Regions from separate parts of the Mus musculus genome. Here regions 1, 3, 4, 5, 6 and 7 are each linked to region 2. A link is a contact called in public HiChIP or PLAC-seq and promoter capture Hi-C data. All regions are on one chromosome and are shown on one strand. Each heading gives the region's core, a stretch centred on a gene start, on an enhancer-like site or on the middle of the called end of the contact. The rest is flanking DNA. Distances are from core to core; before and after follow the strand shown. Region 1 holds the start of Fance (Fanconi anemia, complementation group E). Region 2 holds the start of Hmga1 (high mobility group AT-hook 1). Region 3 holds the start of 1810013A23Rik (RIKEN cDNA 1810013A23 gene). Region 4 holds the start of Def6 (differentially expressed in FDCP 6). Region 5 holds the start of Zfp523 (zinc finger protein 523). Region 6 holds the start of Nkx2-5 (NK2 homeobox 5). Region 7 holds the start of Cuta (cutA divalent cation tolerance homolog).

Region 1 (3,816 bases), core at 504-3,003, 760 kb after region 2:
GACCATCTGCTTTCCTTGACTTCTGGGGGACTGCACTGTACATTCCTCAGGGGGTGAGGATATTGTCCTGGACTTCTCTGAATGTGGAAACCTAAACCAGGTTTAGAACTCTGCCCCACTTCTACCCAGATGACTCAAATGCGAAGCCTTAGGCAGTGAGGTCCTGGTTGAGGCTTGGGGGAGGTCCCAGCTGTACTTCTTAGGGCCCACATCTGCCACAGTTCCTCTGTGGAACACCGAGAAAGGAGGTTACTAGAAGAAGGCATTTTCTTTTTCTTTCTTTCTTCCTTCCTTTCTTTTTTTCTTTCTTTCTTTTTTTTCTTTTTTTTTTTTTTGTCTTTTTGCCTTTTCTCCCACTTTGTGAAGCAGTAAAGACCTCACCTTTTCCAACTAATTCTTTTGAAATAAATAGTTTGGCTTAGATCAAAATCAGCTCAAAAATGCTGCCATGGGTTCCCATGATAGAGTAGAAAGCCAATGTCCTCTGTGTGACCTCAAGCCTGGTAGCCTCTCTGATCTCCTCTTCAGCCACCCTGCAGCTCCAGGGCCGTTGCCCTGTTTCTTCTCTTCCTGTAGCAACCTCCCTACAGACTCCCTGACCTGGACCTTATTGGGTTCATTTTGCCTGGTCATCCTATTATAAGGCATCTCAATTTATCTCCTTTTTTTTTTTTTTCTTCCTGAAAGTAACTGTCACGGTCAAAATATTTGATAATTTGTGGCTGGGGAGATGTCTTATCAGTTAAGAGGCCATATTGCTGTCTCACAGAGGACTAAGGTTCAGAACACATACATACTATATACACATAGAGATATTTCCCAGCTACACATACACATACGCCCCATACACATGAGTAAAAATAGAAATGTAAAAGGATAGGAACTAGAGAGATGGCTTAGTGGTTAAGAGTGCTAATTGTATTCGTAAAGACTGGGGTTTCTCAGCATGCGCGTGCAGTCTTAACTGCCTATAACTCAAGTTTCAAAGATTTTGATTTTCTCTTCTGACCTTCCAGGTCTCCTGCACACATTTGGCCCACATACATATATATACACACAGGCACACACACACACACACACACACACACACACAGAAAAGGCAAAATGGAAACAGAGTTGGAGGGATGATGGCTCAGCGGTTAAGAGTATTAGCTGCTCTTGCAGAGGACCCCACATGTAAATTTACAGCCGCTAACTCCAGTCCCAGGACATCCCACGCCCTCTTCTGGCCTCCGCGGGCACTAGACATAGTGCATTTACATATATACAAGCAAATCACCCATACGCATAAAATAATTTTTGCTTTTTTTTTTTTTCTCGAGACAGGGTTTCTCTGTATAGCCCTGGCTGTCCTGGAACTCACTCTGTAGACCAGGCTGGCCTCGAACTCAGAAATCCGCCTGCCTCTGCCTCCCGAGTGCTGGGATTAAAGGCGTGCGCCACCACGCCCGGCATAAAATAATTTTTGAAAAGAAACATTTTAAAAAGACGTGGAGAAGGACTAAGATTAGGCAGCAGTATAGTACAGCCGCTCCATCAAGCGCGGATCAGATTGGCTCCAGACGCAGGAACCGGCCCCGCCCCTTCGCGGGCTTCTCGTACTATGCAGGGAGTTAAGTTGCTTCCTGATGCCCTCGCTCCGTCCCCGCTCCGCCCCTCTCCTGGACGCTCTCTTACAGGTCTGGTTAGTTGATGGTCCCGCCCCCTCCCGATGATCACGTCCCTTCCGGCCCCGCCCCGATCGCTAGATCCCGCCCCTTCAGGCTCTACAGGGTGCTCCGGCTTTCCTTGGCTTCGGGAGCTTTGCGCGGCTGGAGTGGCGCTCCGATCCCGCGTGTCCTAGCCGCCGCCCCGCGTCCGCTCTGCGCTGGCGACGCCGGGGTCGGACTCCGTAGCCTCGGCCGGAGCGGCGCCCTGGGCGAGCCTGGAGGCCCCTGCCCGCCTCCTGCTTCAGGCGCTACAGGCAGGGCCTGAGGGTGCGCGGCGCGGGCTAGGGGTTCTGCGCGCCCTCGGCCGCCGCGCGGAGCACTTCCCTTGGGATGGCTTCCTGGAGGCGCTGGGCCACTTAGAGCCCGAGGTGCGGGGCCCCGACGGCCGCCTAGAGCTGTGAGTCCCCGCCCGTGGCCCCCGCCGCCTCCCCCCTGCTTATTTGTGTAGTTGAGGCAGGGTTCCATCTAGCCTAAGTTAGCCTGGAACTCCGGCAGCCATGTCCTCGGTGACAGGATTACAAGTGCGCGTGCCAGCACTGGGCTGAGACACGCATTTTGTCAGGCAGAATTCTAAGTGCAGACTGAGTTTGTTTGCTTTGCTTCCATCTCCAGTTGCTGAGCTGCTGGTGCATGGCTTTAACTCCAGCATTTGGAGGCAGAGGCGAGCATATGTCTCTTGAGTTCCAGGGCAACAGAGTGAGACTCTGTCCTAAGAAGAATAAAAGGCGGGGTGTGGTGGTGCACGCTGGTAATAGCACTACCCAGTAGGCAGAGGCATGAGGATCTTTAAGTTCAAGACCACCCAGGACAACATAGACTCTGCCAAAACACAAATAATGTATCTCTAATACAGATGTTCTTGTCAAGTGGACACCTGTGTTAAAAATACAGGTCATGCCGGGCGTGGGGGCACATGCCTTTAATCGCAGCGCTCGGGAGGCAGAGGGAGGCGGATTTCTGAGTTCCAGGACAGCCAGGGCTATACAGAGAAACCCTGTCTCGAAAAACAAAAATACAGGTCATACAGTGTAGGGTCTGGTTTCAGCGGTCAGGAAGCTGAGACAGGAGGATTGCTTCAAGTTGGAAACCAAGACTGCACAGGCCAAGAAAACTAGAGACTGACAGATCTCTTGTGAGTTTGAGGCCAGCATGGTATACAGAGCGAGTTCCAGGATAGCGAGGGCTACACAGAGAAACCCTATCACAATAAAGGATATATATATATATATATATATATATATATATATATATATATATGTGTGTGTGTGTGTGTGTGTGTGTGTATGTATATATGTATATATGTATGTATGTATGTATATGTATATATACACATATATATCTCCTATATTTTCTATATATATTTCTCTATATTATATATATTTCCTATATTTCCAATATATATTTCTCTATTATCCTCACATGACAGGCACCTTGGTGTGATAATGGCCCTGACACAGGGGGAGGCTTGAAGACATGGTCACTTGGTTCAGGTCACACTGGCTACCTCAGTAGAATCCTAGAGAGCTAAAGTCATGGGACCCTGGGAAGCTCTGGAGGCCAGGGTTGAGAGAGGATATGCCAGCTGTTTGCAGCAGCCGGCCCCTTAGGAGCAGTAAAGGGTGGGATTAAGGGTTGTTATGGGGTTCTTTCTTTCTGCTTCCTGGCTCACTTGCTCTGTGAAGCCCTTTCTGATGCAGGGATCTAAGAACAGGGCCCGTGCATGTCAGGGGTCCCTGACCCCTCCATCCTCAGCGACCCCTGCTTGTTTTGTTTTGGAGACAGAGTCTCATTGTTTAGCTCTGACTGGCCTCAAACTCATAGAGATCTGTCTACCTTAGCTTTGCAAGTGCTGGGATTAAAGGTATGTGCCACCAGACCTGGCCACCTACCCTAGGCAGCTCTCGAAGGTCCTGCCATCCAGTCCCTGCCTGTTGCCTGCCACAGTGTTCAACTCCAGAGCCAGTATGCCCCAACCAGTATGGTGGTACATGCCTGTGATCAGCACTTAGGGTACTAAGGCAGGAGGTTTGAGGGGTTAAGACCAGCCTGGATTACATAGTGAGCCTTCCCCCGCTGCCCCCCAACTCAGAAAACAAAAATCTTTTGT
Region 2 (3,778 bases), core at 552-3,051:
CAAGACACAAAACCGGCCGGTGAGCATATCAGGATGAAAAGAAGCAGAAAAATACGATCAAGCCAGTTTACTAGAAGTGGGCCAAGCAATTGGCGAAGCTTTCCGAAAGCCCATCCAGGAAGGAAGGGTATCCTTTTCTGGTACACACAGGTCAGAGGCAGTGTCCGCCCAGGGGCCACTACTACGTCGGAGGAAAAGGGCCCGCGGGGCCATTCCCAAACTCTCCCCCTTCAACACCACAGCAAGGGCCTAGTGGCCTAGGCTGCTGGCAATGACCTGTACCATGGGAGGATGTGGGCTGGCGTTGGTGGGAGTTGGCAGCTTGCTCAGCCACACCTCGCTACGAAGGTCCCCAGAGCTCGCAGCAACTTCGAGCCCCTCCAGCCAACTCGGCTCGCGGGGCACAAAGATGGAGGGCGCGGCGCGCTTCCACCCCGCCCCGCCCCCACGGCGGTTGCACACAAAGGGGCAGCCGCTCCTCCCCCAGACTGCCCCGGCGCCCTAGGCTCCCCTCCACCCGTTGGGAACGCCCCTCCATGACTTCCTCCTTCTCCAGGGGCACCCCTGGAACTGAGGGTCACCTGGACCTTGGTCCGGGACCCGCGGCCTGCCGTGGCCTCCCGCGCCTGACCGCTGCGCCCCACCCCCACCGAGCACGTGCTGCCCTGCGCCCAGGGCGCCATCCTACGGCCCGGGGGTGGGGGGTGGGGGGTAGCCGGGCCCGCCGCGCTCCCCACCCCCCACCGGAAACATTCCTGAGGCATTCCTGAAACTGGGAGGCCCGCCTCCCCAAGGCTCCCACCCCGCCTCCAGCCGGGCGCACGCTGGGCCCCCGCGTACCCTTCCACCGCCCGCGCGCCCCCCGAGGAGAGGGCTGACCGCGGAGGAAGGGGAACAGAGTTATGAGTCACAGTCGTGTGTCACTGGGCCCGAATTACGATTCCCTGCATCACGAGAGGTGTGGAAAGGCCGACTCGGGGAACCGAGGTGGGGAGGTGCGTCCAAGGGCCCGCGCCCGGCCTGCAGGGCGCGCCCCACCGCCCGCCATCTTCCCACTTAGGCTTCCTCCGGCCCAGCAACAAGTCTTTTGTTGACCCAGGCGCCCAGAGGCGGGAAACTCGAACCCCTGCCCTCAAGGGGCTTCCAGGCGCCCCTTGTCTTAAGTCGTAAGTCACGGGGGCGGGGAATCACACCAGAGGGACCTCGTGCTTCCTCAACACCAAGCAGCTGGCCACCCGTGGCTCCTCCCCGCGATGTCCCGGCGAGGCGGCCAATCGCTCGGCTCCTTTGAAGCCTGCACCTGGGTGGCGGCCGTTACTAGATTTAAACCGTTGGCGTTGGCCAAGTTTCACGTTTGGGTTTCACAAGACTTTGTTTTTTACGCGCCTGGAGGCCTCCGGAGACGCACACGCCGTCACCTGCTTGGTGGCAGAGGGGAATTAAGGAGAGGCCCTCGACATGGGCTGGGGGGGGGGGGCGGCGTCCGGGCCGCGAGAAGCTCCTTAGGGTACGCGTGGACGTCCGAGGGCACAGGCGTCAGCGCGCGCCTCCCCGCGAGGCCGGAGTCCACGGGGGGGCTCCTGTAGGTGTGTCCCCGGGTCCCCACTTAAACAGCAGGGCCGCCGTCACCGGTTCCTCCAACGCCAGGCTGCTCGGGAACTGTGAGAAACGAGGGCCGTCGGCGCGCGTGCCCGCGGAAACCGCGCGCACAGTGGCGAGCTACCCGCGCGCGGCGGCGGCAGCTGGCGGGCGGCCGCCCTTTTAAATCCCCGGGCTCATTTGCATGGCCCCGCCCCCCGGTGACACGGCTGGCGCGGGCGGGCCCGTCCCCCCTGCCCCTGGGTCGCTCTTTTTAAGCTCCCCTGAGCCGGGGCTGCGCTCCTCTAATTGGGACTCCGAGTCGGGGCTATTTCTGGTGTTGGCGCGGCTCCAAGAAGGCGTGAGTTCGCCGCCGCTCGGGTGGCTTCTTTTTTTCCTGTAGGTCTAGAATCTAATCACATTATTATTTATTGAGGCCGCGCACGGGCCGTGCCCAGCTTCCTGCCCCTCGCCATCCTCCAGGGGAGCGGGATCCGTCAGTGTTCCCTCGCCCCAGCTCGGATGTGACACACATCCCCGGCGGGGGCCCGGGCGGCGCGCACGCAGCGGTCTCAGCGCCTCTGCCCTCTCCCGGTTTCAGATCCGCATTTGCGACCGGCGGCGGTGGCGGCAGAGCCCAGGCCGGTGCCCTGAGCCCAGCCACGCCGCACCCGGCAGCCCCGAGCGCGCCCCGCCGGCGGCCTGCGGAGCTCGCGGTGAGTGTCCGCGGCGCGCCCGGGGGGCCTGCGGCGCGCGCTGCCCGCTTTATTCCCAGGCCCCGGGCTTGCGCGGGCCGCGGGAAAGGGGAGGCCGCACTGTGCTCGCAGGCGGCGGGGCCGGGGTGGGTGTCCGCGGGGCGCCGCGTCCTCCGGTCCCCAGGTTGAGGGTGCCCGGGTTGCGACCGTGGGGTGCGGAGACCCCGGGGAACGGCGCGCGGAGGGGGAGGGGGCGCGCGACTGCGACGAGCGCCGCTTGTGCACCCAGCGGCGCCCGTGCACCTCGCGCTCGGCGAGCCCGGCCTCAGGGAGGGGCGCGCGCTGCGCAGCGGCGGGAGGTGGGCGCGCGCCCCCCTCAGCCAGGGAAGTTCTAGAAGTGCGGGGGAGGGGCCCGGCGACCCGAGATTCCTCTCTGGCCTCTCCTCCGCCTTTCCCAGAGTAGTACTGTGCGTGGACGAGGCCGGATCGCGAGGGCCTGGGTTTCGGGGTTTCACCCCCCACCCCCACACACACCTTTGGCCCTGCCCCGCGCCTCTTCAACCTCCAGGGCCAGGCCTGCCCTCCGCCCCCACAAACTGGTTCCTCTGCTTTGCTGGGTTCTGTTAGAACTAGTCCCTTCGACTCCCCGTTTCTGCCCCCCCCCCCGCTTTGGTTTTCATGGAGAGAGGAAGGGGTTTTTTTCTTCCTGCGACTCGCACCAGGTTTCCTGCCCCCAAGGCGGGCTTGGGTGCCCCCTCTGGCAGGAAGTGGGGCCGGGCGCACCCGCGTGGCGGTGCATGTGGTCGGGGTGCGCCGTTTCCCGCGCCTAAAGGGCTCTGCGCCCCTCCCCCTCGTCCTAGCTCCTAGAAGCGCCGGCCTACAACCACCAGGCTGGGACGCCAGCGAAGGCATCCTCATTCTGGAGTAGAGGGCGCCTGGGTCTTAACCTGCTTCTCAGTAAACAAAGTGGCGGTCTGTAAGCATTCCGCAAGAACCTCCATTTTACCAAGTTGCTGTGTGACCTTGGGCTATTGAGGGGTCTTCTCTCTATATTTAAAGGGGGACCCTTTAAGACCCTTAACAATAGGCCTGCCGGGATGTTACTCCTCTGGTAGTTCTTGCATAGTTACTGAAACGTTGAGGAGCCACAGCGTGTGCACCCGTGTGAGAGACAGGCTGGAGGCCCAAGAGAGACACATGGGGCTTGGACTCCTAAATGTGACTTGGCCATGCCAGACCTCCCTGATGCTCAGAAACAGGTGGAAGAGGTGAGGTTTTCCTTGGCCTCGCTGGACAGAGACTCTAAGCTTAATTCAGTGGGGGCATTGGGGAGAGCAGGTGGTTTAGAGTCCCTAACGGCAAGAATTGGGGAGGCACCAGGTGGCAAAACAGTGTCCGGGAGACTGGCCAGGATCTCCAGGCAAGCTAGATGCATGCAAGGTCTTTGGGATTGGGGCAGGCTTTCCCCCAAGAGCCCCCTCTGAAGGGCCTCCAGCAGACCTCGG
Region 3 (3,741 bases), core at 807-3,306, 720 kb after region 2:
CTCTCCAGGGTTCTGGAAGGGGTCACCATCACCCCTTGGCAACAGACACCTATGGTGACTTCAGGTGTGCCTGTGGTCACACCCCAGGCAGCCAAATGCATGTCAGATGCGTTAGCAAGCAGACGTGGGAAGAGCTGTGGATGGGGAGGCGGAGGCTTATCTAAGGAAGTGGTGGCCAAGCCCATGTCTGACGGATGAGGAGGCATAAGTCAGAGTGAGTAGTGGCTGAGGTGGCCCAGGCAGAAAGAGCTGCCTCAGTGGATGCCTCAGGGTAGGGAGCGCCCTACTGCTGGGTTTAAGATGTCAGGCCCTCTGCTTCTCCACTGACTTTGCCGACCTCTGGTGCTCTCTCTCTTTCTTCTGTCTCTTTCCACTCCGATTTAACTTACCTTATACTTACTGGTGTTTTGCCTGCATGTGTATCAGCATCATGTGTATGCAGTACTGCGTGAAAGCCAGAGGGGGTGTCAGATCTTCTTGGAACTGTAGTTAGAGACCGTGCAAGCGCTGGGGATGGAGCCTGAGGGTTAGTGCTCTTAACCACTGAGCCATCCGAGGTCTCCCCTCCGAAGTCCAACCTCAGAGTTAGGTTCACGTGTTATACCTGGGATCCAAGGCCACGGCCTGCGCCTTATCTGAGAGCTGGATGCCTCAGCGAGGTGCGGCTCACTGGCTCTGCCTGCCCCACTAGCCCTCCTGCTTGGCCTTTCCCACCTTGCCAGCGTTCATTCTTCTGCAGGCTCTGCTTCCTGTGTGGTCTCCTCACACAGCTGTTGGTGCCTGGGTCAGTGTGTTTACACATGCTCAGCACCCACGCCGGGCCAGGAAGTGACTCTACCTGAGGAGGACTCTGGCTGCTGTGCGTGCGTGCCTGCGGGAGCCTGCCCCTGGAGCCACATAAGAAAGGGCCTAAAGGACTGCAGGTTCCCAGCAGTCCCTGGCTGTCAGGATTTGGGAACAAGGAACAGAAATTTCCAGAAACCCTTCAATTTATAAATTATTCTGTGTCTTTCACACAGAATTTTAAAGGAATGTTTTCACTTTATGAATTTTAAAAGAAAAAAAACTGACTTTTCCTGCTTCCTTCATTTTTTGATGCCTGAGACAAAGGAGGGTCTCAGGCTCCAGATCTTCCCATATCTCTGTGCTGATAATGGCGTTTCAGGCACGGGGCCCCACACGCTCGTTTTAATTTAATTTTCTGATATGAAGTGTGAAGGCCTAAGTTCCATTTCCAGAGCCTGCACTAAAAGCTTGGCTGTGCACCTGCGAGCGCAGCACGGGGAGGTGGAGAGAGATGGGTCTCTGGGGCATACCGGCCAGCCTAGCCTGCTCACCAGCCTCCAGACCTGTGAGAAACCTTGTCTCAGAGGCGGGAGGTTGCTTTCCCTAGGAGGCCTGCCACCTGCAGGTTCAGGAAAGATCGTGGGTTCCCAGCCAGCCAGGACTATAGAATGGAAATCCCATTGTATAGAAGGCACCTAAAGGCCATGCCTTTAGTACCAGCAGAGGCCTGGAAGGACTGACCTCTGCGTGTGCGAGCCACTGGCGACCATCACTCCCATGTCATGAGTAATGGCAGTTAAGAAACGTTTTTTTTGTGAGCCGGGTGTGGTAGTGCACGCCTTTAATCCCAGCACTTGGGAGGCAGAGGCAGGCGGATTTCTGAGTTTGAGGCCAGCCTGGTCTACAAAGTGAGCTCCAGGACAGCCAGGACTACACAGAGAAACCCTGTCTCAAAAAACCAAAAAAAAAAAAAAAAAAAAAAAAAGAAAGAAGCGTTTTGTGATGAACCTTCAGAACCAGTATTCCTGGGTTTGGGACCACTCAACCCTGCTGCCTCTTCGCATGACTGTAACAGCACTTCCGGACCCGAGGCTGCGTGAGATTGAGCTCCCAGGCCAGGCCACTCTGCTCATGAGCCAAGCTTACTTGTGTTTGGGGACAGTCTTGCCTTGTCCCTGTGCCAGTCCTACCTCTGATGTGGTTGGCCAGCACTAAGGTCACTCCAGTACAGGGCTCCCAGGACACCACACCCTGTGTTTCCCAGCGCCCTGTGCACCTGGCAGTCTCAGGTAGAAAGCAGGCCCTCCGCTGGGCTAGCTGCAGGCCCCCTGCCTGCTCTCAGCCTCTTTTAGAGGGAAGGCTGTGTCCAAGGTATCCTGCAGGCACCCTTCCAACCCCCACCTACTCCCTCGGGGACGTGCAGGCTGTAAGGAGCAGACTGTGAGCCATGGTAAGGTCAGTGCCTAGGGTTCCCAAGCTGGCCTGTGAATCCCAGGTAGATAAGGAAGGCCCTGCCTCGATCTGGACTCCTGGGGAAGAGAGAAGCAGGAAGCTTCAGTGGGGAAAGGTGCGGAAGGCCTTGCCAAGCAGGTTATGGTGGGTGGGGAGCTACCACCTGCTGTAGCCCCAGGATTTGGGTGGAGACTGTGGTAGAGGCCTCCAGAAAAGAGGGCTGGGCAGCTGAGTGCCGAGTGGCCCGGGACTGGCTGAGTGGCCTCTGCTGCGGCGGCCCACAGCCAGCCCACAGACCTGTCTCTATCCAGTTTGCAGCATCCGCATCCTCAAGGAAGCCGCTCCTGAGCCCTGGGTGAGTAGAGAGGACTCTGTCCCTAGCACTCCTCGGTGTCCTCCAGAGCATTTATTGTTGAGAAGTCGGTGGCTAGGGCTGAATCAGTTTGTTGTCTTTCCTGTCTGGGCCACCTTGTCCTCTGCCTATTGCCACAGCACCAAGACAGTCAGCTCTCTGGGCGTTCCGAGTGCCTGTTCTGTGCTGTCCTCCCTCTTCGGCCTCCCGGGAAGCTCATGAGTTGGAGGCCAAGGCCGGAGAGTCCTGGCAAGGAACAGGTTGCTCTGTGCAGGCTGGGGAAAGTGCTGGGATGTCTTCCCCTGGCTCATGGCCACCTCAGAGCCTGCATTTCAGCACTCCTGAATGAACCAGTGTTTACAGGTTGTCCCTGTCACCAGTGTAACATCTGGTGCACAGAGGCATGTGTCCTCGGCATTCTGTGTCGAGCCGGTTCCTTGCTTGTGAGGTGAAGGAGCCCAGTGTGACCTGAGTGTGTGAGGTGTACTGTCCTGTTAATGTGGTGTGCAGGTGTCACCCCTGTAGCCTGCTTCCGGCGTTATTTCTCTGTCACATCCGCAGACCCCCTCCTGAGTGAGCGTGCAGGCTGCCAAGGGAATCTGGGGGATCCTAGCGGGTAGATCTGTGGAGGGCATGGTTGGGCTCCCATCTCTAGAGTGCTCTACTAGGGCAGGGAGAGCCCATCTGCTCCGCTGCCTCTCCACTCAACCGCTTTGTCCCTTTTCTCAGGGACCAGGAAAGCCTTGGGGACTTCCTGCTTTCCAGAGCTGAGTGAAGCAGCCCTTATCTGGAACTCGAAAGCCCCAGGAGGTGTGTGCTCAGAAGCAAACAGAGGCTGACCTGAGGCTTCCTTACGTCAGCACCCTCCTCAACTGCTCCTGGGAGCTTAGCCGATGCTTTTCTTTAAAGTTCTTACTTATGTACATTTGTTTGTTTGTTTGTTTGTTTGTTTGTTGTTATCTCTGTGTGTGCCTGTGCCCATGTATGATGGTCAGAGCACAGCTTGTAGGAAAGAGTCTGTTCTCTCCTTCTACCATGTGGGCTCACTTCAGGGCACCACCAGGCTTGATGGCAAGTGCCATGTGTCATGCCCTACCTACTGAGTCACCTCATAGGCAGAGCTTCAAGCTTCACTTCTTCACTCAGTACCA
Region 4 (4,042 bases), core at 1,363-3,862, 650 kb after region 2:
AGCAAGGGGCTGTGACCCTGGAAACCACAGAGAGCGGCTGCTGAGCCCAAGAGGACCAGCTCCCACACCACACTGGAGAAGGCTCCATGCTCACAGGCAGCCCTGCCTCCGGGGCCCCCAGCCACAGCTGACCCCAAGAAGATGGCCGCATAGGCCTCAGGGGTGATGAGGCAACAGGAAAATGGCCTCTAGTGGAAAGGTCTGTGGGCTACACCCAAGATGAGGGCCAGGCAGCAGGCAGTCGACACTGAGCTTGGTCACCAGGCTGCCAGACACCTGCGTCCCTCCCTTGGCAGGATATTATTCCTGCTCTGTCCACTCCCTTCCTCAGGGAGGTGGTGACTAGGTGGACGAGGACTGGCCTCCACCCTGGCTGCTAGTACCACCAGGGGAAAGGCCGACAGCTTTCAGCCCAGCGCCTCCCAGCAATAACCGTCTCCTGGGGCTACGGTGGCCAAGATGCCTAGCCACTTGGCACCAGGGACTTCCCACCACCACAGTCAGAATTAATTCCTCAGGGGCCTGTGGCTGGAGTGAAGGTGCCTCTTCGCTTGTCTGTGGCAGAGAGGCAAGCGAGTGGCCTGTACCCAGACTGCTGGGGACTGGGTTTCATTTGTTTTGTGGTTTGGGTTTTTAATCCTATTTTGATAATTTTTTTTCCTGCTCTGGGTGGTGGTGGCAAACGGGCGGATGAGTATTTAATAAAAGTTGCAAGTTTCCACCTGGGCTCCTCCATCATTTCAGTGCTGGTCCCTGGTGGCAGGGCTGGCCAAGCTCCAGCCTGCTTTCCTAGCCCTGCGTGGCCTCAGCGCCCACCCATGCAGCAGGTGGCTCTCCATGGGTCCAGGCAGGAAGAGGCCCTAAGAGAGGTGAGCTCTGGGACCCGCTGGTAGGCTTTTGCCCACACCTACGCCAAACAGGACCCGAGTGGCTGTGCTTCTTCCTGGGCTGTGGCTGAATCTGGGGTAATGCCCGGGCTGCCAGAATTCTGGGTCTTCTGCCTTGCCATCATTGAACAGAGCCTGGACCCTTCCTTCCCTGCCACCATCACTACATACAACCTCACCAGGGTTCCAGTGACTTCTTCCCAGTGCTAACATCCCGGCTCTGTAACCCAGTTAGGGGGCAGGATGTCTAAGTTCATGCCGTGAGACCCCAAAGACACAGGGGGACCCCGCTAAAGAACCCCCAAAAAGAACGTCAGAAGGCCAGAGCAGCCACAGCTGGACAGGTTCTGGCACCTCATGAAGAGCAGCTATAATGCTACCCACAGCTGTGTAGGAACACTGTGGGAACTGTGGGAGCCTCTCCCTCCCTCCTCGTCATCTCTCTGTATGATGCTCTCATGAGCCCCCAGCCCCTTCCTGCTGACAGAGCCAGGAAATCAGGGACCAAGTGCATAAGATTATCCTCTCCTGGGACACCTAAGGAAGCCCTCATTTGCTGTTGCTCAGCTGGGATCTTTTCTCTCCTCCTCCTCCTCTTCCTCTCCTCCTCCTCTTCTTCCTCCTCCTCTTCCTCCTCCTCTCTTCCTCTTCCCCCTCTCCTCCTCTTCTTCTTCCTCCTCTTCCTCCTCCTCCTCCTTCTTCCTCTCTCTCTCTCTCTTCCTCTCTCTCTCTCCCCTCCCTTCCTCCCTCCCCCCTTCTGGGCTTTTTTATAGTTTGTTTTTGAGACAGAACTGTTCTTCATAGCCTAGGTGGTCTCAAACTCATCCCAAGGTTTTAGAACTCCAAGTGAGGAGCAAGTGGAGGGGCTGGGTATATGCCCCTGTGAGTGAGTAGGTGGATGGGTGGAGCACAACTCCAGAATTAGCTTCCACTGACTTCATTGAAATTTAATGGCCACCATGATCTGTGTGGGCATTGCATCTGAAGAAGTGGAGGCTGCTGAAGAGGGCTCTGCCCATGGCCTGCCCTGCCCCTGACTGGATTTCTGACGTGAGCCCCACTGTCAAGGTCACCCTGTGTGCCTAAATACAGGCTCTGGTGTCTTGAAAGCCATCAAGTACAAAGTGGGCAGTATTCTGAAGTTTCTTTTAGAGCCAAGGCCCGGGGAGGGGGAAACAGCAAACCAAACTGCCAAGGCACCCTGTCGTGGAGAAGCGGAGAAGCAGCTGGCTCTGTCCTTCCTCCGCTGGGTTGCTTTTGCTTGGGTAGAACTCTGCACTGAGCTTCTGCTGGGTGGCTCTAAAGAAATATCCTGTCCCGGGCCTACAGGGCCTACAGTTTTCTTTCTGTCCAGTCTCAGGCACCCACACAGCTCTGTGAGGTAGGAACGTACTAAGAGTAGACTGTTGGGGCTAACTCATCCAATCGCTTCCACTTGGTAAGCTTGACTCCTGATCCTGTGTCCCTCCAAGTCTGGAAGGGCCTGCTTCCTCTCTCTAGAGCTACCACTGGGAGCCTGGGAAGATCCTGAGGCAAGCAGGCTTCTAAAGTGACTATCTGTGCTGAGGGAGCCAGGGCCCAAAGGAGGGCTCCAGCTCTGGGAGGGTCAGCCCTGGAAGCAGAGCGTGGCGAGAGCAGCTGGCTAGGCCCTGGAAGCAAGAGGGAACAGGCAGGTGGAGCTCTCGCTCCGCTCTGCACCAGGGCCTCTCTGCGGTCTGCAGCCGTTTGCATTTCCTGAAACCGGATCTTGGTGTCAGAGCCGCCCCTGGGCCGGGGCGGGCGCCTCAGCCATGGCCCTGCGCAAGGAGCTGCTCAAGTCTATCTGGTACGCCTTCACTGCACTGGACGTGGAGAAGAGCGGCAAGGTCTCCAAGTCCCAACTCAAGGTGAGTGGCATCCTTGGGGCTCAGGGGAGGCTGACTCAACGTGCCAGCTCCCACCCCAGAGAGTCAGCCACGGAAGCCTTTGCTACTGGCAGACACCTTGCCATCCAGCAGCCCTGGCCCCGGGTGGAGCGCTGACGGGGCCACAAAGGCAGCGTAGCTCAGTGGATGCTCCCCAGAGGGCTCATGCCACCAGAAGCCACTGTCTAGAACCAAGTACCCTGACTGGACAGACAGTAGAGGTGGCATCACGAGGTTCCGAGATTGAGTAGCCAGGCCCCTTCCCGGGCTCCTTGTGGGTTCCCCAGCGTCATGCTTGGGCACGTACCCTGCTCCTCCCTGTGGCTTCCTCATGGCTTTGAAGAAAAACAGTTAGTGCTTGCCCTTGGCTCTGAGAGCCTCCTCCATTTGCAAAGCAAGCTGGCGACTTGAAGCAAGCGGTAATGTGGGCCACCTATCAGCGCAGGAACAGAACAGGTTGGGAGATTTATCTTATAAGACCTCGGGCTGAGGGTGTCGGGGAAGCCGGGTCTGAGAAAACCTCTTCCGTGACCACACACACACACACACACACACACACACACACTCTACTCACCCCCATCATCTTAAAACCATTAGGCCTGGACAGTTCCAAGGAGCGGAAGGAGCTCTCTCCTTCCTGGGTAGGTGTCTTCTTCCCAGGGGAGAATGTAGGAGAAACCAGCAGAAGTCTAGGCTGCTGGAGCCAGGGAGTGTTGGGCCAAGTGTCAGAGTAGCCTCAACCCTGCTAGGGATCCAGTCACTCTCTGTAAATACTTTACCTGGAGCACCACAGGAGGCTGTGTCTGCCTCCCACTCGCCCCTCAAGATCTGGGTATTTACAATTTCCACTGTTCACAACCATGATAGGAACCCTGGGAGGCAGATGGCACAGAACAGGCATGGCCCACCTCTGTCTCAACTCCGACATTGCTGAAGCTGGGTCCTATGAACTTAGAAGCTCTAGCCAGCTCCATCTACCCAGCTGAGCTGGCTTTCTGAGCATCTAATGACTAAGGTTCTACTGCCCCAGGAAAGAGAGTCCAGTACCACCTCTGGTTCCCTAGAGAGGCAAGGTTAGCCCTTCCCATGTCTGCCCAGCTCTCGTCACCGAGTTGAGTTCTGCCCAGAAAGAAAAACAGGTCATCCAGACACCAATCCTGTAGAAACTGTGCCCCCCCCCCCCACACACACACCTTCCCCCAAACCCTGTCTCTTTAGTACTCCACCACATGGCTTCTTGCTCCCAAGATA
Region 5 (4,168 bases), core at 602-3,101, 620 kb after region 2:
GAACCGTTGCTTTGGCTGGGTATAGTGACTCACGCCTTTGATCCTAGCACTTGGGGAGGGAGAGGCAGGCAGATGTGTGAGTTTGAGGCCAGCCTGGTCTACCTAGACTAAGATGCAGGCCAGCCAAGGCCACGTGGTGGGATGACAACTTTTATCTCTTCCTTCAGACAAATGGTTTCTGTGTAATGGAGAGGAAACGAACCGAATACCATCTGCAAGGAAGAGCTATCTGCCCATATGGTAAAGGGTGGTGGCGCTGAGCAGACATCCAGGTCACTCGGAATTCTAGTATTTTCAACTCACCAGAAAACTAAAAGTGATCCTGAACTTTTTCATTGAGTATGTGTGTGCATTTGTGAGTGTATATAAGCAAGCACTGTCTGTGTGTGTGTGTGTGTAAGCATGCTACCATGTGTCTTTGGAGTTCAGAGGACAACTGGGGGAAACAGGTTCTCTTTTCCCACCATATGGGTTCCAAGGATCAAACTCTTGCCAGCCCTGATGGTGAACTCTTGACCCTCCTGGTTTCACCTCCCCAGTGCAGGGGATTACAGTTGTACACCACCGTGTCTGGCTTTCTTGCTGTATTTCTAACCAATAATCCGTGCTATAAAACCCTGGAAAGATCCCATGTGTGTCGTGCTAGGATGGCAGAGCTGGCTCTAACTGGGTATATACTAGGGCACCAGGTGGAAATTCCAGTACCACACTGGGACCTCGGGGTTAACATGCCCGTGCCAAGGCTCCTCCCCCTTCATCTTCTTATTTTTAATTGGAAGCTTATTTTCTCTCAATTTCTGAAAATATCCTGAACCACAATTCCTCCCTGCTTGGAAGAGAGATAATAAAAAGAACTTTTAAAGTTAGGTGTCAGGTGTAAAGATGAGGCAGGAGGATCACAAGTTCAAGGCCACCTTGGGATCCACAGTTTGAGTCCAAAAAAAGGACAAAACTATGGAAAAACAGAGAAGAAAGGGGGCACTTGGTTTTGTTCCTCACACTGCTACCCTATCAAGGGGACCTGTTGGTTTTGGGGAGCTGATGGAGGAATGAATGAACGCCCAAGAACCTGAGAAGACTCTCGGGGCGTTGTCCCTCAGGGGTCGACCATCAGAGTGTCATTTCTCAGGGAAGGCAGTAGAAGGAAGCAAGTGTTGTCAGGGAACCTTCCTTCAGAGAGAATCATCCCTCAGGAAGATGAGTCGAGCAGAGGGGAACGTCAGGGCCCTTCCTCAGGGGACAGGATGGGTGCACCATCCCTCATAAACACTCACGTTCCCCAGGGCATATGGGAAAAGCCAGTACTGCAGGGAGAATTGTCCCGCAGGAAGGACTGTCAGGGCTCCATCCTTCATAATGCTGTCCCCCCACCCCCACCCCTCGGGCATCTTCCCACAAAGTGCAGGAAGGATTGTCCCTCGGGGTGCAGTCCATGCAGAAGGACCATCTCTCACGGAGACTGTCCACAGGGAGGACCGTCCCTAAGTCCCTCAGGGTGCTGAGCCCCAGTTCACCTTCTGACAGAGCGGGAGAGAAGCGTCCCTTAGGGTGAAGTCCCAGGGGGAGGACCATCCAGCAGAGATGACTGTCGGGACGCCATCCCTTGGGGCGCCGTTGCACAGGGCGCTGGGAGGACTGTCCCTCGGAGTCCCATCCCCTCCAGGCGTCTGGTCACCGTCCTCTGCAGGAACCACCTAGAGATACCTGCAATGGCTTCCTCCCGAGCAGCCCACCGCCGCTCGATTTTTTCCCCCGTTGCTATGGCGACCGCGGCTTCCACCCGGCGTCGTGACGTCATCACGCCCTCCCCGGGCGCCCGGGCTGGCGAGGCCGCGTCACCCGGCGGCCAGCGGAGAGAAGAGCGAGGCGGAGCTCCGAGGCTCGCCTGAGGAGACTCGGCGGCCTGGGCTCCGGGGCCCGGGAACCGGGATAAGCAGGCCGGCCGCCGCGGCGGAGGGGGGCGGGCTGGAGCGTGGCCCCGCGCTGGTCATCCGGGTTCCGGGGCCCGGCGGAGGCCGCGCCGGGAGCGAGAGGGAAGTGCGGCCGCCCTGGAACCTGGATATCGCGCGAGGCAAGCCGCGCGCGGGCGGGCTATGGCGCAGGCGGGTTGCGGGGCCGGCGCTGGTGGCAGGGCCCGGTGCATGGTGGTCTGTCGGCGGAGTCGCCCTCGGGGGCTGTCAGGTTGGTGGCCGCGGGAAGAGTGGGTCCACCGTGCCCCGAGGCGGGAGGCTGGGCGAACGCGGGGCCCCGGGAAGGTCCGGAGCCCGTCGTGCCCACCCTCCTCGGTCCCTGGCCTGGCGGCTGGGCCTCCCTGGACGGCGGCCTGGCCCCACCCCCACCCAGGGTCCCTGCCCCTCCATCCCGCCCTGAGACTCCTCCCCCAGGACTCCCAAACCCCGCCCTCCTCCTCCTCCTTGACCCCATACACACACTCCTGACCCCCAGACCTCACAAGGCGACCCCCAATTCATTGAGTGCTAACCCCAGCCCTGCTTCTGGACCCTCCAGTCTCAGTGCTGATACAATCATTACATGGCTTCCAAGAGGCCCGTAGTCCCTAGTGACCCCCTAGACTACCCTCTGTGGGCACCCCTTAGTCCTCTCCTGGCTTCTGCAAACCAGACTCGGGCTGTTTCCCACCCACTCATCCACATAACTCGTGATCTTCGCCCCGTAACACCATGATCATCTCACCCTCCTGACATCCCTCTTTAACCCCCCCCCCCGCCCCCAGCCTCCAGTGTCAATCAGCACATACATAACTTATGCCCACTGCCATGCCACCGTTGTGGTGATCAAGAGTAAATGGAAATGAAGTATCATTTGAGGCAGGAAAGGATTCTAGATTGAGTGTGTGGTTCAAGTTCAAATTCTATCATGTTGAGCTTTGGAAACCTTGGTGGAGGTCCTTTCCTTACGGTGGACTTGAGTTTCTGATCAGAACTGTGATGAGATTGAGTTTGGTGATTCCCCAATGTTTCTTTCTATTAAAATTCTGCAATTCTTAGTCAAGACAAAAATAGCGAACTTTTTTCTACGCTGCCTCAGAAATGTAGTCCTTGTAACCTCACCCTCCCACCCCCACTCCCAACCTGGGTCTACTGGCTTTACCGAACAGTATTTCTTCATTCCTGTGATTGTCTACACTCTGCCCCCTCAATTGGACTCTATCAGTTTGTAAAGCCGTGCAGCACAGAGCTTCCCACTGAGTTGACATCATGAGCTTGGCCCTTCAGCTGGGGAACTTTTGGCAAAGCATTTAAAGCCTGAGGTAACAGGTGCAGAACATTCAGGACCCTTCTGCCTCACAGGAAACCTTTACCTTTATGGTAGAACAGTTGTTTTTAGTGAAGGTCTAACTACTGGGTGCTGGAGATGCCACAGACACCAAGCATATGGCCCACGCCAGTCACTACTGCTGCCATCTTGGAATCCCTGTCCCCATCTCTGATGAGTGCCTTACCTCTCACTTGGACCTTTTTCACAGCCCCTTAGTAATGATCCCCCTGCCCCAGAAACTACTGTATGGCAAACTTTATTTATATAGATTAACTAGACCTCTCACAGGCCAGACCTATTAGCTCTTTCTGTCACCACTCCCTCCCTGCCTTTTCCTGAGAGTTGCTTTAAATAAAGGAATCTGGAATTGATACATTTGAACTGACCATGCTAGAAAACCCACCCACTCGGTTGTCTCTCATATCCTGACTTCCTGGTTTTCCAAATTCTCCTCAGGCCCTTGCTCCTTGCTTTCCAGGAATTCTTAAATTCAACCTTCGCCCATCTAATCACCCTCAAGGGCTTCTTCTCCTTGTCCCATGACTAAGTAACTTTTCTCACCCTCTTCATGACCCTTGACCTCTTATCCCCCCAAGACCCCTTGCACCTTATGTGGAAAGGACACCACACCCTTCTTTAAAACCCCTATCTGAGGCTCCTGTAACAAAGGGCAGATTAACAGGCGAAAAGCATCGCAGTTTATTTAGTTTAACTTACTCGATGCGAAGCTTTCAGTTAAGGAGGTGAAGACCTGAAGATTAGACCCATGCATTTTTATTCTAGGCTCGGTGAAGATGGAAAATATAAGACCAAGAAAATGCAGTAAATGGGGGAGGGGGTGTAACATATCAAGCCCCAAATGTTCAGGTTCTTGCCCATGACCCACATC
Region 6 (4,107 bases), core at 557-3,056, 720 kb before region 2:
GCTCCGCTTAAGCTAATCGCCGAGTGCACGGGCTCGCTCGGTTCGATGTTGGCGCAATTGCGCATCTGGGAAATGCCTAAGTGGCTTGGACAAAACAAAACAAGAGAAATCTCGGGCGCCCTATCCCAGACCTCTTCCCCGGATAGTTAGCGTTCTCTTAACAGTCTGGGATTTAGCTTTAGCTTTTCTGGCTGCAAAGAAAATAAAGTCATGAGGATGCTCGGAGTGAATTACATTAGGAATACTCCGGTTTGTCCCTCGGGTGGTCAGCTGATGTTGGCATGGCTTCTGGACTTCCCAGTACCCGGAGGAGGACAGAGGCCTCTACACCAGCCCTGCGGGATTCCGGTTGGTAGCAATAAGTTCTAATCCTCCTCCAGTCCTTCTCCAATGTTCCTGGACCTTCTCTCTGCTCCCAGGGAAAACCTAGGAACGTCCTCTAACTCGCAGAAACCATTGGGCCTCTCTGGCTTTACTCAGCACAGGATCTGGGCCTGGGACTTCCCTGCTCCTTCTGTGAGCTGGCCAGGAGCCCCTCTCCCTACTCTGAGATATTTGGTATTCGGCCACCTTCGGAAGCCTGCTCTTCACTTCTCAGTGTCTTTATTCGTTCCGTATTTCCCAACAGTTCCCAGAAAGGAATTTCTGCCTGATCCTGCCTGGAGATTGTACTAGAAAAACAAAGCCAACCCCAGCTCCTGGGATCCGCAGCATCGCATCTCAAAATCACAACCCGGTCCCCAGACTCCTCTCTTTTGGCACAAAGGAGGCAAGGCCCAGAAAGGCAGGGTGGGCTACACAAGGCCCAGGATACACGGGGCTAAGCTTTCGGTTTAGCAGTTCTCAGTGTCTCAAAGTACCCCCAAATCTGGAAGAGATTTTAACTCTCCAGTACGAAGATTTGTTCTAACGCGGATTGTTAGATAGCTTAACTTTGTAACAGATCCAAGAACAAGGCCCTAACCTACTGGGGTTTTGTAGGCCGAAAACAACATTTTAATCTTCTCTCTCTCTCTCTCTCTCTCTCTCACTCTCACTCTCTCACTCTCTCCCTCTCTCTCTCTCCCTTCTTTTTTCCTGACCCTCTAAATTCGGCGTTCCCTCTAAACTTCGGACTGACTGCGGGACAGCCTGGAATCTTATACTCCAAACTCCCCGCGCCCAGCCTTCACCCCGGACTGAGCTACTGTCAGGCCTGGGTTTCTTGGCTCAGGGTTTTGGACATGAAAGCGATTCCAGAAGGGAAGAGCTTGAGGTTCTCCTTACCTTTTTTATCCGCCCGAGGGTCTTTGGCTGGGTCAGGGTCACCGTAGGCTCCCGGGTAAAATGTGGGGGCGGCTGGGAAAGCAGGAGAGCACTTGGGGGGCGAAGGCGCGGGGCCCATCTCCGCGCGCAGCTCTGCCAGGCCGGACGCTGCCGCCTCGGGGCCAGAGTAGGCCTCGGGCTTGAAGGCGGCCAGCATGCAGGAGGCAGGGGCCAGGGTGGCCTCGAGGCGCGCAGACAGGTCCCCAGACGCCAGGCTACGCTGCTGCTGCTCCAGGTTCAGGATGTCTTTGACTGAGAAAGGCGTGGGTGTGAGCGCAGGGCTGGGGAACATGGTGGCGACGCAGGTTTCACAGCGCCAGGTGGGTAGCAGAGAGTGGTGCTGCCCACCCCTGGGGACAGCCTCCCCGCATGGTGCCCGCCGCCCGCCCGCGCACCCGCCTCTCTGCCCTGGATGTGGCGCGCGGCAGCAGGTAGCGCGGAGCACCAGGGGCAGAAGAGGCGGGAGCAGGCTGGAGTAGGGGGGATTCAGCCTGCCATTGGGCCAGGGGCCTGGATGACAGGAGCGACGGGCAGTTCTGCGTCACCTAATATAGACATAGGGATGGGAAAAAAAAATCCTGCTCAGCTTTTTTTAAAGGGGCCGCGACACATTTGGGATAGTCTCCCACTCCTGCAAGGAGATTGCTCCTCGTTAGCCTGAAAATCCCAGCCAGACACACTCAAAGAAAATACCTGATTCTGTTATGCTGAGTCTAAACGCAGGGTTGGGGGTGGGTCGAGGATTTGAATAAATATTCTTTGCACTGTGTCCTGTATCACTAAATGGGCTGGTGAGGATGGATTGAAAGCCAGAAGAGGGGGGTTATTTTCAGGGATCAAGACTATGACTACAATATTGTTTACTGAAGTCTGCCTAAGAGTAGCCTGCATAGAAAGAGAATCACAGAGAAGACAGTTGTTCTGGGACGAACACTGAGTTTAACACATGAGTTTAAGAATTGGATTGGGGAGCGGTAGTTAATTTGACCTACAGGACCAAATTCAACCCAGGAACCCAGAGGGGCCCCAAGGGGTTCTGAGCTGAATGGAAAGGTGAAGTGGCTAATTGTGGGGTGGGAGTGGCCACCTGCTTCAGACTAAGCGGTGGGGCCAGGCACCTCTCCAGAGAGAAGGAAGCATTGTTGGGGAATTGACTCTTCCTGGAGGAGAGCTGCCTTCTGGGTTGTCTGCCTGGATTCTCCTGAAGCCCAAGCTGCTTCATTTTTCACCCTCCTAGGCCACCACAAAAGTCCCAGACCCTTTCTAGCCCGATCCTCCAGGGCCTTCCTGGGCTTCTACTCCACGGGGCAGAGGACAGATCAGGCAGGTGGAGGGACATTTTCAGTCCAGTGCTGCTTCTGTCTGAAAACTGTCAGGGTTTAAGGAACCCAGGTTCTGTACTAAGACAACTGTCTGGATCTAAGGAACACTTGGGCCCTCCCAGACCCAACAGAGTGGGACTTTTTCCTGCTGTAATCTCAAAAAGAGAAGGCACATCGATTCCAGGCAAAACCTCCCCCACCGAAGGTATATGGTAAGGCTAACCTCTGGGAGAGCTTGGGCTCACCACACCGATTTGCAAAGGGGATGTGCCCTTGAAAATTCATGTGGTGAGGGTCCATCACCTGTTTTCGGATATAAGGATTCCCAGAGTGAACAGATCTGTGAGTCAGAAGGCACACAGATATGAAGGACGAGTTGGCCACCAGAGGAGAGGCTTTTGGAATAGAAACGGAGTGTGAGTGTAGGGTCAAAGGTTAGCTAAACAAGTCACTCTTAAGTCATGAACCCAAAGTCCAGAGATCAAAACTTTTGTGAGTGCAGAGTGTGAACTGTCCCTCCTGGCAGGGCAGTGTGGGCCATTGGGCGCTGGCAACCATCTGGGCCATAGTGAAGCCAGCAAAGGCCTGATTTGTGTTCCTTCCTGCTTTTCCTCAAACCCAAACTCCCAAGGCCTTGGGTTGTCTTCAACTAAGGGAGAAGGAGACCCAGCTCCAGGCAGACTGTGAAGCCCAATTCCAGGCTCCAGTGGTCAGCACCAGACTTGGGAGCCATAGTGAGATCTCAACCCAGGGACCACAGAGCATCCTAAAGCTGGTGCTCTTTGTCTTCCGCTGTGTCCCTCTCCAAGCAGTCCAAAGCCTTTGCCTTTTTTCGCTTTTGTTGTTTTGTTTTGTTTTGTTTTGTTTTGTTTTGTTTTCCTCCCTTGCCACAATTTCTGGTTACATTACAGTTACTGTTCTGAGCCAACCTAGCTTGGGACCCTCCCGAGATTGAAGATTGGTTTGTGTGGGTTGGACGGATGTCTATCACCCAGGCGGTGACGTCTGGCAAACGAGCCACATCCGATTCAATTAAATGTCTTGCTGAAAACAGCTTCGGGCGAGGGTCCTGGGAGTCCTGTTAAGTGAATCGGCTGGCCCTGCGGATCGCGATGACAGTTTGAAAGATTAGTGTGAGCTGACGCCTGAAATATTACCGTTTAATTGGGGGAGCTATATTGGGGGCCGCATCCGGGATCCCTGTTTTAAGTCTTTTTTAAAAAATAGTTTTGAGAGGGGACGTTTCCTTTGCAAATCAATGTGGTGAGGATTTATCACTTTTTTCGGATATAAGGGCTTCCAGAGTTGACAAATCTGTGGGTCAGGTGTCAAGAAAAAGGAAGAAAACTCTTCTAATTTGAACAAAATCAGTGACTTTCCCACCCCTACAACCTTGGTGAAAAGGCCCTGGCCTTTCTCTTCGGGGAGGAAACAGGACAGAGTGAGACAAATAGGCAGAACAGAATTGGGGTGACCTGTG
Region 7 (3,664 bases), core at 171-2,670, 620 kb before region 2:
GATTTCCCTGCTCCACAGGCAGTGCAATCACTTCGGCCACTTCATAAGGGTGCACAGATCTGCGAAGTGATAGGGCGAGGTTATTTGGACACCCAAAGATACACCCCCTAAGACACCAGCCCTGGACTCCCCAGTAAGTTCCACCACACAGTGTCCACCTCAGCGCTTGGGGGAGGGGAGGCGGGGAGCGGGGTTTCTTCTCACTCAGTGGCAGAGTGTTTGCCTGAAATACTCAAGGCCCTGCCTGGTTCATCCCCCAGCCCCACCACCACCACCAAAAGAAAATCTCAAAGTTCTTACCGAACAAACTCTGTCAGAGCAGGGACCAGGGAGCTTTGGGTTTTAATCATCTAAAGGGCAAAGACAGACATAGTTCAACCAACGGGGTAGAGAACTGGTGTCAGGAGAGGGCCAGAGTTGTCAAAGGAGCCAGGCAGGGGGGGAATTTTCTCACCATCAGCACCTCACTATCTTCCTCGATCTTTCCTTTCCATTCATAGCTGAAGAGGTCAGAGAAAGAAGGGAACAAAGTCTTGGGAAAGGAAGATTTCTCCCAGAAAAAGCTCTCAGCCCCTCCGGGTAGATTTCCGTTTCTAACTGACAACTCACATGGATGTGATCTGCGGGATGAGGTTGACGCAGGCTGCCAGACGCTTCTCTACCACTGCCCTGAGGGTGAAGCGAGATCAGAGTGTGCACGACCCGGAAACAGCACCCTTCCCCTAACCCCAACGCTCTCTCTAGGTCATCTGGCCGAGGTCCCCACCTGGCGATCTCCTTGGCGACTTTTTCGTTGGGACAAGTGACAAAGGCTGCAGAGACTGATCCTGGAACGTAGCCGGAGCCCGAGGCCGGAGGGGGCTGGGACGGAGGGCTTCCAGAAGCCATTGACAGCAGAGCTCGGGGTAGCAACAGAAGGCGGGAAGCCACCGGCAGTAGCGCTGGCATCCAAAGAAACGACAGGAGCAGAGTGGCCTGGAGCAGGGGGGAGGGCGGATTCAGTGTCCCCACAACTGCCCCAGGAAATTGCACCTGGGCTGCCTTCTGGGGCAGACACCAAGCCTCTGCGCTGCCTTTTCTGCACCAGGAAGAAAAAAAAAAATGTCCCTGAAACTTAAAAGAAACTTGGGACAGCTCCTCTGTTCCGCTGCAGAAGCTGGGTGAGACTTCGAGACCGGAAAAGGCGGGGCCAGACTCACCCCTCCGCCGAGCAAGACGCCGGGCGCCCGCCCCCAGTTCATGCAGCCCGCGCTGGTAGAGAAAAGAAGAAATCAATGGCCGCTCATTGCACGGACGAAGGACCCCGAGCCCCGGCGGAGCGGCCGCCTCTTACCTGCAGTAGCCACGTGACGCGAAAACAGTGTGCACCACGTGACAGGAGCAGCCCTGCCTTCCCGGAGTCTCCAGACCTGGCCAATCCCGGCCCTCAAGTGGCCCGGTAGCCCCGCCCTCTTAAGTGGGCGTGGCGTCGAGCCCTCCGACCAATCGGCAGCTTTATCTGAGGTCGTGCGCCCCAGCGGCCCGCCCATTTCCGTGAATCCTCAACCGGTTGCTGGCAGGGGAACGCCGCTGCGGCGACCCGCCGTCACGTGATGAGGCCTGTCCTTTCAGGCGGCGCCGCCTCAGGAGCAGCGAGCGGAGGCCAATTGCTGGCCGGCCTCGCGGTCCACGTGACGTGAGACCTGGCGACCCGCGCTGTCGCTGCGTCAGGCTGGGGCCGGGGAGTTGTCCTGAGCTCCGGAGTGTGCCTAGTAACAGCCCCCCTCCCTCCCCGCGCTGACAGGCAGCCTTGGGTGGGGACAGTTCCCCCCACCCCCCGCCACCGCCCTTGCGTTAGCACCGAGCTGAGAAGCCAGCTGTCCCTGGGTAGGGGGCAGTGATCAGGCAGGCTCAGACCTGGCACTGCCGTGGCTGGGAGAGGAAAGACACCTTTTCAAAGCACTGGGTGACACCTGTAAATGGGCTAGTGGGTGATGGAAGATACCCAGAGCCCAAAGCTTCGGACAGAGGCTGACAAATGAGTGGAGAGGAGAAATGAGAGTTGCAAGTTAGAGTTCAGAGTGTGACCCTGTTCTTTCCCCCTTGCTGACTCTTCTCCCCAGGACTGGCCCACCTCTCGGTCTTGGGTCTCCTTACCTTCATCCATTCCCCCAAGGAACCAGGACCTGCCCTACATAACCTCCCTGGAGCCTAAACACATCCAGTGACCCAAAAATGGAGAGGGGACCAGTGAGAGGACAGAGAAGAGGGTGGAGACAGCAGGAAAAAGGGCCCTGCCGCCCAAATATTAGCCCTCCCTCCAAGGTCTGGGGTCCTTGGCATGGGTGGCTCCTGTTAGGCTTCTGCATTTTCTTGAGTTGGGGGGGGGGTTCTCAGAGATCCTTGTGTGTGTAGGTGAGGGGTTGGGGGTCCAATATTTGGGTCCTGTGGGGGTGGGGGTCCAATATTTGGGCCCTTCCTAGGGTCTGGGTTACCTGGGGAGTTGTTTCAGGAAATTGAACCTCGCAATCGGTCACTAACTCACATCTTTCAGATGTAATGTATTTTAGATCTCTATGTGGTCATCTTCATCTTTGGGTCAGCCGAATGTCTCCTCCTTCATCCCCAAGTTTGCAGTTTCTTTGAGATACGAATGTGGGGTTTCTTACCTCTAGCTAGATTCTAAAATTTAATTCTGGCCTGGGGCACTTTCTAATATTGGCTTCATCTTTTTCTTTGGGTCTAGGTCTCTGTTTTGGGTCTCCCAAACTACAAGTCCAGGGTTCGAATAAGATTAACATGGGTCTGGAGAACCTTGCTGACACTAGAGTCTCATATTCTGGTCCCTGACTCCTTTCTTTAATTTAGGGGGTGGGGTCTGAGCTCAGAGGTCTCTTTCCTTCTAGATTTGGATCTGTGAGACCCAATTTGTTGAGTATGGAGGTGGGGGGGGGGTGAGGTGGTGAGTATCTTTCTCTGGGTCTGGGGTCTGTCTGAGGGTCTTGGGTCAGCTTCTACGGGACTTCCCTGGTGTGTATGAGTCAGGGGTCCCTCGTTCTCTCCTTTTCCGGGTCTCCCTGGGTAGGGGTGGGGGCTGCAGTCTCTCCCTCCTCCTCCTGCTCTCTCTTCTCTAGCTCGCTTCCCCCGCCCCCCCTCTCTCTGCTGCCGCTGCTGCCGTTGGCTCTTATTCTCCTCCTCCTCCTCCTCTCTCCTCCTCTCTGCTCCTCTCCGCTCCTCTCTCCTCCTCTCTCCTCCTCCTCCTCCTCCTCCACCTCCTCCTTCTCCCCCTTTCTCTCCCCCTCTTTCTCTCTTCTTTTTCTCCCCCCGTCCCCCCGCCCCCTCCCCCTCAGGCCTGATGAGCAGGTCTCGAGCCTCCATCCATCGGGGGAGCATCCCCGCGATGTCCTATGCCCCCTTCAGAGGTACGGTGGTGGTAAGGGGAGGGGAGGGCCAAATGGGGGGGCAAGAGGGGGAGGGGCAGCGGGCGGGGGAGGGCCGGGGCCACCGAGGGGAAGGAGCGGCTGAAATGGAGGGAGAGGGGAGGGTCGGGAAGGCAGAGGTGGGAACAGTGGGAAAGGAGGGATTAGAGGCATAGGGGTAGGATAGAGGGGCTGGGACACGGGCCTTTTCAAGGGGGCTGAGGGGAAGATGATGGAGGGGAAAGCGCGTCAGAAAGGGATGAGAA

Evidence for each region. Promoter capture Hi-C pulls out the DNA fragments that hold promoters and counts their contacts. HiChIP or PLAC-seq counts read pairs in DNA pulled down with a chosen protein or histone mark.
Region 1: a contact with region 2 is called in an H3K4me3 HiChIP or PLAC-seq map of pro-B cells, with 2.6 times the contacts expected there. The contact joins the promoter of Fance here to the promoter of Hmga1 in region 2. A contact is called at or near these places in 3 of 39 promoter capture datasets (hippocampal neurons, pre-B cells and stem cell-derived epiblast-like cells) and 4 of 115 datasets of contacts at active chromatin or transcription factors (bone marrow-derived macrophages, embryonic stem cells, epiblast stem cells and 1 more).
Region 3: a promoter capture Hi-C map of liver shows a contact between it and region 2, with 2.7 times the contacts expected there. The contact joins the promoter of 1810013A23Rik here to the promoter of Hmga1 in region 2. A contact is called at or near these places in 3 of 39 promoter capture datasets (embryonic stem cells, liver and stem cell-derived epiblast-like cells) and 2 of 115 datasets of contacts at active chromatin or transcription factors (bone marrow-derived macrophages and pancreatic cancer cells).
Region 4: a promoter capture Hi-C map of pre-B cells shows a contact between it and region 2, with 3 times the contacts expected there. The contact joins the promoter of Def6 here to the promoter of Hmga1 in region 2. A contact is called at or near these places in 3 of 39 promoter capture datasets (the C10 cell line, pre-B cells and stem cell-derived epiblast-like cells), 1 of 484 Hi-C or Micro-C datasets (CD8 T cells) and 5 of 115 datasets of contacts at active chromatin or transcription factors (bone marrow-derived macrophages, large pre-B cells, memory CD8 T cells and 2 more).
Region 5: a promoter capture Hi-C map of pre-B cells shows a contact between it and region 2, with 4 times the contacts expected there. The contact joins the promoter of Zfp523 here to the promoter of Hmga1 in region 2. A contact is called at or near these places in 13 of 39 promoter capture datasets (the 3T3-L1 cell line, 3T3-L1-derived adipocytes, the HPC-7 cell line and 9 more), 9 of 484 Hi-C or Micro-C datasets (B cells, the G1E-ER4 cell line, the HPC-7 cell line and 5 more), 12 of 115 datasets of contacts at active chromatin or transcription factors (T-cell acute lymphoblastic leukemia, bone marrow-derived macrophages, embryonic basal ganglia and 6 more) and 2 of 9 other capture datasets (embryonic stem cells and liver).
Region 6: an H3K27ac HiChIP or PLAC-seq map of cardiomyocytes shows a contact between it and region 2, with 2.6 times the contacts expected there. The contact joins the promoter of Nkx2-5 here to the promoter of Hmga1 in region 2. A contact is called at or near these places in 2 of 39 promoter capture datasets (hippocampal neurons and liver), 1 of 484 Hi-C or Micro-C datasets (embryonic stem cells) and 2 of 115 datasets of contacts at active chromatin or transcription factors (bone marrow-derived macrophages and cardiomyocytes).
Region 7: a contact with region 2 is called in a promoter capture Hi-C map of pre-B cells, with 3 times the contacts expected there. The contact joins the promoter of Cuta here to the promoter of Hmga1 in region 2. A contact is called at or near these places in 20 of 39 promoter capture datasets (the 3T3-L1 cell line, 3T3-L1-derived adipocytes, the C10 cell line and 14 more), 5 of 484 Hi-C or Micro-C datasets (CD4 T cells, the G1E-ER4 cell line, cortical neurons and 1 more), 15 of 115 datasets of contacts at active chromatin or transcription factors (T-cell acute lymphoblastic leukemia, VIP interneurons, acute myeloid leukemia and 10 more) and 1 of 9 other capture datasets (adipose tissue).

The regions. Positions count from the first base shown.
Region 1 is chr17:28,311,777-28,315,592 of GRCm38.p6, forward strand. It overlaps Fance (Fanconi anemia, complementation group E), which reads left to right and starts at 1,754. Exons shown (of 10, transcript NM_001163819.1): 1 at 1,754-2,106. The coding sequence starts at 1,868.
Region 2 is chr17:27,554,773-27,558,550 of GRCm38.p6, forward strand. Hmga1 (high mobility group AT-hook 1) reads left to right here and starts at 1,802. Exons shown (of 5, transcript NM_001025427.3): 1 at 1,802-1,939.
Region 3 is chr17:28,269,652-28,273,392 of GRCm38.p6, forward strand. 1810013A23Rik (RIKEN cDNA 1810013A23 gene) reads left to right here and starts at 2,057. Exons shown (of 3, transcript NR_045427.1): 1 at 2,057-2,236; 2 at 2,550-2,593; 3 at 3,320-3,512. The region is part of intron 2 of Ppard (peroxisome proliferator activator receptor delta); the gene reads left to right.
Region 4 is chr17:28,205,166-28,209,207 of GRCm38.p6, forward strand. It overlaps Def6 (differentially expressed in FDCP 6), which reads left to right and starts at 2,613. Exons shown (of 11, transcript NM_027185.3): 1 at 2,613-2,773. The coding sequence starts at 2,678. Zfp523 (zinc finger protein 523) reads left to right here. Exons shown (of 14, transcript NM_001357995.1): 14 at 1-721. The coding sequence ends at 44.
Region 5 is chr17:28,175,345-28,179,512 of GRCm38.p6, forward strand. Zfp523 (zinc finger protein 523) reads left to right here and starts at 1,852. Exons shown (of 14, transcript NM_001357995.1): 1 at 1,852-2,181.
Region 6 is chr17:26,839,759-26,843,865 of GRCm38.p6, forward strand. Nkx2-5 (NK2 homeobox 5) reads right to left here and starts at 1,807. Exons shown (of 2, transcript NM_008700.2): 1 at 1,267-1,807. The coding sequence starts at 1,597.
Region 7 is chr17:26,938,118-26,941,781 of GRCm38.p6, forward strand. Cuta (cutA divalent cation tolerance homolog) reads right to left here and starts at 1,421. Exons shown (of 7, transcript NM_026307.3): 1 at 1,334-1,421; 2 at 1,200-1,251; 3 at 767-975; 4 at 610-669; 5 at 455-500; 6 at 301-350; 7 at 1-59. The coding sequence starts at 1,241. Syngap1 (synaptic Ras GTPase activating protein 1 homolog (rat)) reads left to right here and starts at 3,133. Exons shown (of 19, transcript NM_001281491.2): 1 at 3,133-3,401. The coding sequence starts at 3,335.